2 separate regions of the Sus scrofa genome follow, and region 2 is linked to region 1. Evidence: chromatin contacts called from public promoter capture Hi-C data. All regions are on one chromosome and are shown on one strand. Each heading gives the region's core, a stretch centred on a gene start, on an enhancer-like site or on the middle of the called end of the contact. The rest is flanking DNA. Distances are from core to core; before and after follow the strand shown.

Region 1 (3,711 bases), core at 514-3,013:
TGGGTTAAGGAGCTAGCATTGCTGCAGCTGTGGTGTAGGTCACAGCTTCAGCTGGAATTTGATCCCCAGCCTGGGAACTTCATATGCTGTGGTGCAGCCACAAAAGAAAAAAAAATTTTTTTAATTTTAGATAAATAAAACAAGTAAAGAATGACCCTCCCAGTTGTGGCGAATTTCACTGGGTCCTTTCTTTTCTCTCTCTCTCTTTTTTTTTTTTTTTCTGCTGTTTGTTTTTGTTTTGTTTTGTTTTGTTTTGTTTGCTTTTTAGGGCTGCACCTGAGGCATATGGAAGTCTTCAGGCTAGGGGTCGAATCGAAACTGCAGCTGCCGGCCTACACCACACCCATGGCAACTCTGGATCCAAGCCTCATCTGCAACCTAGACCACAGCTCACGGCAACACTGGATCTCCAACCCACTGAGCGAGGCCAGGAATCAAACCTGCATCCTCATGGATACTAGTTGGATTCATTTCTGCGGCGCCATAATGGGAACTCCTCACTGGGTCCTTTCTCAGCATTTCGTTTGCTCCTGAAAAGTACAAAACGAGAGTTGGCAACCATCTCGTCGGTAAATGCATTAGCCTCCACGTGGGGTGGGAAAACAACTGCAACAAATAACAGCTCCAGTCTTGGGTTCTAAGGTAATGGTTGTGAAGACAATGTCCAATGAAAGCAGGATGGGAAACGTTATGCCCTGACCGTAGGTGCAAAATGCAGGATGCACATGTGCATCTCTCCTGTTCCTGGTAAAATCAAATCGTGTATGGCTATGGCCGAGAGGGAAATGAGAGTACAGGACGTGAAAACATTTGCAAACTATCTGTAATATGTTGTTCCTTTATAATTAAGACGTATTGGAATAAAATAGGTACTTTGAATGTCCCCACGTCCACAGATGCAAATACAGATGACCACACATCACAAAATGTACGTCACAAATATAGGACTCTCCCACCAATGTAATCAGGGAACAGAGAAAAGCAAACTATCTCTCTACACTCTGTCAATAAGTATTTGATTGCCTAGTATGTGCAGACAAGTGGTGAGAGCTGGAAAGAGATGAGCCACGTGTGAGCCCAGCAGTAACCGCCCCCCATGTGTCCGCACAGTTTGCCGGTCACCTCTGTGTAAATAATACCAAGTAAAACAAAGCTGATCAGTGTTATTGTAGGCGTGCAATCTAACCAGGGCATGGCCTCAAAGAGGGAGGAGAAAGGAAGAATAAGAAGGTGGCAAAGAAGTGGTAATTGTGTTTTGTCCCCCCTACGGGAGAGTTGTGGGGGAGGGGCTTTTGTTTACCCTTCTCTCACAGCCCCATTCATTGCTGGGCAGGAGATGGACTTTTTTTTTTAAGTTGAAGTATAGCTGATGTATAATGTGGCAGGTGTATAGCAAAGTGATGCAGCGATACATACCTGTGCATTCGCTTTCATATTCTTTTCCATTATGTTTTTTTCGCAGAATATTGACTATGGCTCCCTGTGCTGTGCAGTAGAACTTTCTCGTTTGTCCATCCTATATATCATAGTTTGCACCTGCTGCTCAATGTATATAATACTTTGCACCTGCTACTCAATATATGTAATACTTTGCACCTGCTACTCAATAGATATACTTTGCACCTGCTACTCAGACTCCCAGTCCATCCCTCCCCCAACCCCCTCCTTTGGCAACCACAAGTCTGTTCGCTCTGTGAGTCTGTTTCCGTTTCGTAGATCATATGTTTGATTCCATATGTAAATGATAGCACACAATCTTTCTCTTTCTCTGTCTGACTTACTTCCCTTCGTAGGATCATCTCTAGGTCCCTCCACGTTGCTACAAACCGGCCATGTACTCTTGATAGCTTTTCTCATTTTATTCTCAACCTATGAAGATGGTAGGATTATTCTCATTTATTACAGATAGAGAAACTGCTTTGGAAGGATTTATACATCCGCACCTAAGAGCCTCTCTCCCTAAATTCTAGAACATCCCGAATTGAGATGGCTCGCTCTCCTCACTCTCCAGGCACCAGGCTGGTCCCCCGACATCCTACCTGGGCTTGAGTGAAATAAAGTGGACAGTCACTAACTTCAGCCTTAGCCTCTATGTGGGTGCTAATGGGCTTTTAGGGTTTGGGGTTTTTTTTGGGGGGGTGGCTTTTTTTTTAATTAGCCTTTATTCATAATGATGTAGTAAGTTAGATGGTGAGGTGGGCTTGCTAACGTGCCTTTCTAAGGACCTTCACTTATAGCAGAGAAAGATTAAGTGCTGGAAAGAATCTGGCTCAACAGCCAGTCATATGCTGCGCTTTATAGCACAGGCGGCCAACCCGGGGTGGAGGGGAGGGGCGTGTGTGGAAAAAGACAAGGTTAAGCGATTAATTTTTAAGCACTAAATATTTATTGACAGACTCTCTCTCCAGGCAATGTTCACATGCTTAGAACTGACGCTTTTAACTTGGCAGCGCCGTTTAAGCAAACAAACGCAGTCGGTTGAACGCAATGATTAATAGGAAGTTGGAGAGCTGACACAGGGGCCACTCTTCTGGGCAGGAGAAGAGGCTGGGGTTAAAGTCTCAGAGCAGTGACTTGCAGAATGGTGGCTTCACCCCTTGGCGATTTTCCTGAGGGGAACAGCAGACCTGTTGGAGTCAGAAGCTCCCGGAGGCAACGTGTTTTTGTGTAGAAACAGGTGGCAGGTTAGAGGCGGGACGGAGCAAAGCAAATCCAGAAGAGTGGCTTCAGAAACGTGGTGTCAAAGCAAAGTGGAAATGCAACTCGGCGGCCAATGAAGAAGGAAGGAAGACAGAAGGAGGACGGCCACGGTCCCCTGGAAGTCACGGAGCAGCCGATCAGAAGGGCATCTGCCAAGACCACGGCCGTGGATGCTGGAGAAAATGTAAGTTAAATATATCCACGGGCTGAGCGGATCTCCAGAGGGTTTGTTTACTCATTTCCTGGTTTGGAAGGATGGGCTCTTGGAAGCACGGTCTTTTTTGTGTATCTCTTGTCACCGTCCTGATTTGCGTATTCATTTACAATAACAAGTTGTGGCCGAGAAAAAATGTCTTTCGAGCATCCTTGGCCAATGCATCACTGTTGGCAGAAGCCTGTCAGCAGATTTTTAAGGGGAAGGTTTTTTACACAACAGAGAATGCCCTGAAAATGACCCTCCATGAAACGACCTGTTACAAGTACATGGCTCAAAGTCACTACATCACAGAAACACTCTCGGAAGAAGAGGCCGGCTTCCCTTTGGCGTATGTGATGACCATCCACAAAGACTTTGGCACCTTTGAGAGGCTCTTCAGGGCGGTTTATATGCCCCAAAATGTCTACTGTGTCCACGTGGATGCGAAAGCCACCACTGAATTCAAAGATGCAGTGGAGCACCTCCTGAGCTGCTTCCCGAATGCCTTCCTGGCTTCCAAGACGGAGCCCGTGGTCTACGGCGGGATTTCCAGGCTCCAGGCGGACCTCAACTGCATCAAGGATCTGGCGGCCTCGGCGGTCCCGTGGAAATACGCCATCAACACCTGCGGGCAGGACTTCCCCCTGAAAACCAACAGGGAGATCGTTCAGTATCTGAAGGGATTTAAAGGGAAAAACATCACCCCGGGGGTGCTGCCCCCCGCTCACGCCATTGGACGGACGAGATACGTCCACCGGGAGCACCTGGGCGAAAAAAATTCCTTCGTGATTAAAACAACGAAATTGAAAACCCCA
Region 2 (3,711 bases), core at 666-3,165, 130 kb after region 1:
GCAATTGAGTGAATGGTGGTGGGGGAAACGCTGGGAAGAGCAGCAGGTCTGGAGTGGGAGTGGAGATGAAGCGTGGACACGAGGGCATTGCAGAGGTACTTGTGCAGAATGCATCTCGGGACTTAGGAAAGTGGAAGTTCTTCTGGCTCCGCACAGAAGGAATTCCCTGAGAGACAGAGTGACAGGTAAGGAAAGAGCTTATTAGTCTAGGACACTTGTGAGAAATACAAGCAGGCAGGCAAGGGAGTATGGTGCCCCAAGAACTTAGTGGGTCACAGTTTTATAATCAAAGGAAAAGTGGGGAGAGGAGAAGACAATTTTCTTTCTCATTCTTGAGTAGATGTCAAACTTCCATCATCAGCTCCTTCTCTATGTTGGGCAGGAGAGCTTTTTTGTCCCTACATGGTCAAATTGGACTGTCATCACACAGTGGGGGTGAGCAAAAAGGTTGGTAACATTAAATGTGGTAAATCATTTCAAGTTTCAGTGTAATGTCATCTTTTCCTATGTTTTTGCATTTAGTGTGTGCAGAGAAGCATGTCCTAGGAATCATTAACTTACTAACTTCGCTGGGCAGGAAGTGGGTCTCATTCCACCATTGTTTTCTTGTTTGGGGGCACAGCTCACATTTCTGTTGTGTGGATTTGTTGCTCAGCAAGCCTGCTTGCTTGAGTGATGATTAACTTCCAGGGTCTCCCATACTTTTTCTCTACTTACAATTCCCTAGTGAGATTAACTATTTAATCACGTACTTTGTCCCTTTACTCTGTCCCTATCATTTGCAAACTTAACTCATTCACTGTTCCCTTTTGAGATGTATTTTTTCTTTTTTCTTTCTTTTTCTTTTTCTTTTTTTTTTTTTTTTTTTTTTTTTAGCTTTTCGGGGCTGCAACCGTGGCATGTGGAGGTTCCCAGGCTAGGGGTGGAATCAGAGCTGTAGCCTCTGGCCTATGCCACAGTCACAGGATCTGAGCTGCTTCTGCAACCTACACCCCAGCTCACGGCAACTCAAGATCCTTAACCCACTGAGCGAGGTCAGGGATTGAACCTACAACTTCATGGTTACTAGTCAGATTTGTTTCCACTGAGCCACAACCGAAACTGTTTTCTCTTTTTAGGGCTACGCCTGCTTGCATGTGGAAATTCCCAGGCTAGGGGTCAAATCCAAGCTGCAGCTGCCAGCCCGCACCACAGCCACGCTGGATCCTTAACCCACTGAGCTGTGCCAGCAGGATGGAACCTGAATCCTCATGGATACTCGTGGGGTTCTTAACCCGCTAAGCCACAAAGGGAACTCCTTTAAGATGTTTTTCAAGTAGATGGATTCCCTAAATCAAACACTGAAGTGAGCCACAGTGTTTAGCCTGTGGCCACCGTATCTTCTATAGGAGGTGTCTTCCCATAATGGCAAACAACTTAATCCGGCTAGAGTGACATTCCTTTCTGATGGCCTCCTGCATCTGGTTTTACACCTCTGGTAAAGGTCCTCCGTTAATGCAGTCCTTCAGAAACCAGCCTCCGATGCCCTTCTTCCACAGTGGCAACCCCCACCGGGAGCCTGGCCCAGTTCGCAAGGCCTCTCGCAAGACCAGACTCCAACTCTGGGTTTCCGGCTTTGAACGGGCATGACCGGGCCCTCTGCCGGGGGACACTGGATCTGCTCTGCCACTCTCCGCCCCTAAGACGCACAATACGTGCCCACTGTAAGCCCCGCCCCGCCCCGCCCCGCCCCGCCCCGCCCCGCCCCGCCCCGCCGCCCCGCCCCGCCGACGCTCCGGACCTCTAGCCCCGCCCCGCCCCGCCCCCCCCCCCGCCCCGCCCCGCCCCGCCCCGCCCCGCCCCGCCCCGCCGACGCTGGATCCCGCCGCGGCTCCGGACCTCTAGCCCCGCCCCACGCCTCGCCCCGCCCCCGAGACGCTGGGTGCGCTCGGCGACTCCTCCCCCTGGCCCCGCCCCTGAGACGTAGAGGACGCGCCGCGATATTTCCTGCAGGACCGCAGGTCGGGGACTCACGGTTCTGCGTTCTCGTCCTCCGGTGCAGACCTTCGGGAAGTAGGTTCGTGTTCGGAATTATTAACATTTGACACCTGTTTTGACCTTGAGAAATTACGCGAGGGCCTTGGCTGCCTCTGCCCTTCATCCCCAGGATCCAGGCAGGGACTTGAGGCTGCGTGGTAGTTGCTGGTCTAGTCGCTCATTTTCTGCTTTCCTTAAAGTGGGTTGTGAATCCTGCGGAAACCCTGAGCCCTTGAGGCAAATGTTGACCGTTGTAGCGCAGAGCTGATTCTTTTCCTGGAGATCTCATTGGTCCATCTCCTTAACAATCTCGATGACTCAGTGCTACGTCGAATTAATGACTAGTACGATTGCAAGTCCTCCCCCCTTTTATAGACACTTAATAGTTTAAACAAGTGGTATGTATGGCTTTCAAGCTTAGCCTCGTTGGGTACCAAATGCATTGAAGAAAGTAGGAGTTACATCCCGCTTTGCCACAGGAGTGGTGTTCTACGTAATTATGCCTTGGACTTTTGCACATTTTATCCGCCCACCTCGCTCCTGCTCTATCAGTAAACTATGAGTGCTGTAAAATTAAATAACTATCTGAAAGTTTTATATTTTTGAATTTTAAAATGATTTTTATTTTTATTGTTTCCATCATAGCTGGTTTACAGTGTTCTGTCAATTTGAAAGTTTTTAAAATGTTGAGTATTGAAATAATTCAATTCTTTGGGCAGGGGCCTCTTCCGCCCAGAAGGGGCAATTAAAATCCTTGAATTAAGCCCACAGGAGGCATTTATTTTCTGATTTAGTTGTAACTTGGTTAAATAAAGAGAAGGTTAGTTCATTAATGGTGCAGAACTGGTCAGTGCAATTTCCTGTGGGCGTGTCATTAGAATTGAGGTTATTACTAGAATGGTTGGTATCTGTTCAGCAATTATTATGTGCAAAGCACTTTTCCATATTATCCCGTTCGATGCCCGCAGTAGCCCTAGGAAATGTGTACCGTTGTTACCCTCTTGGTAGGTGAGGGAAGGAGGCATTGAGAGGCTGGGTAGCTCACCCATTAGTTCTTAGCTCCCAAGGACCAGAGCTGAAGTTGGACCCACTGCTTTCTGACTGCCAGAAAGAGCTGGGTTTTAACCACCGCTGATCCAGCCCCTCCTCGGCAGGTGCAGGCCTGATCTAATCTTCTGTCTGTACGGAGTGGAAGAGAACAATGCAGAAGGATTCCGGCCCACTGTAAGTGCACAGTGAAGGGGGGTGGAATCGTCTAGAGCGTCTCAAAGCCAGAGTTTCTTCCCTCCTCTGAAAAGGATGCTGAGCTGAGGCTGCCGGGCAGCCTGGGGTCTGGGAAGACAGACATGTACCTAGAACCTGGGTTCGAGCCCAGCTCTGCCACTAACTCTGGGCAGGTCTTCTAACCTCTGGGATTTATATGCATTTGTACAGTGATAGGATTGTTCTGGAATGCTGACCTTGTGATCCCATTCTGTGGTTATGTGGGTTTTTTTGTTTGTTTTAACTTGATTGGCACTGATTGCTTACTGTTCCGTTTTCAGAGTGCCTTTACATTGGATTGGCTTTGGTTATGCAGCACTGGTTGCTTCCGGTGGGATCATTGGCTATGCAAAAGCAGGTATGGTCTGTGGTTATTTAACCTCCTAAAATCTTGTTTCTGGTGAAGAGCGAGCCCCCAGGGTCCCCCGCACT

Evidence for each region. Promoter capture Hi-C pulls out the DNA fragments that hold promoters and counts their contacts.
Region 2: a contact with region 1 is called in a promoter capture Hi-C map of liver, with 3 times the contacts expected there. The contact joins the promoter of LOC100517166 here to the promoter of LOC110255306 in region 1. A contact is called at or near these places in 1 of 5 promoter capture datasets (liver) and 1 of 2 datasets of contacts at active chromatin or transcription factors (alveolar macrophages).

The regions. Positions count from the first base shown.
Region 1 is chr7:7,325,884-7,329,594 of Sscrofa11.1, forward strand. LOC110255306 (N-acetyllactosaminide beta-1,6-N-acetylglucosaminyl-transferase-like) reads left to right here and starts at 1,764. Exons shown (of 1, transcript XM_021100001.1): 1 at 1,764-3,711. The coding sequence starts at 2,956. It also overlaps the pseudogene LOC110261698.
Region 2 is chr7:7,460,272-7,463,982 of Sscrofa11.1, forward strand. LOC100517166 (transmembrane protein 14C) reads left to right here and starts at 1,916. Exons shown (of 7, transcript XM_021100171.1): 1 at 1,916-2,056; 2 at 3,171-3,240; 3 at 3,561-3,637. The coding sequence starts at 3,218.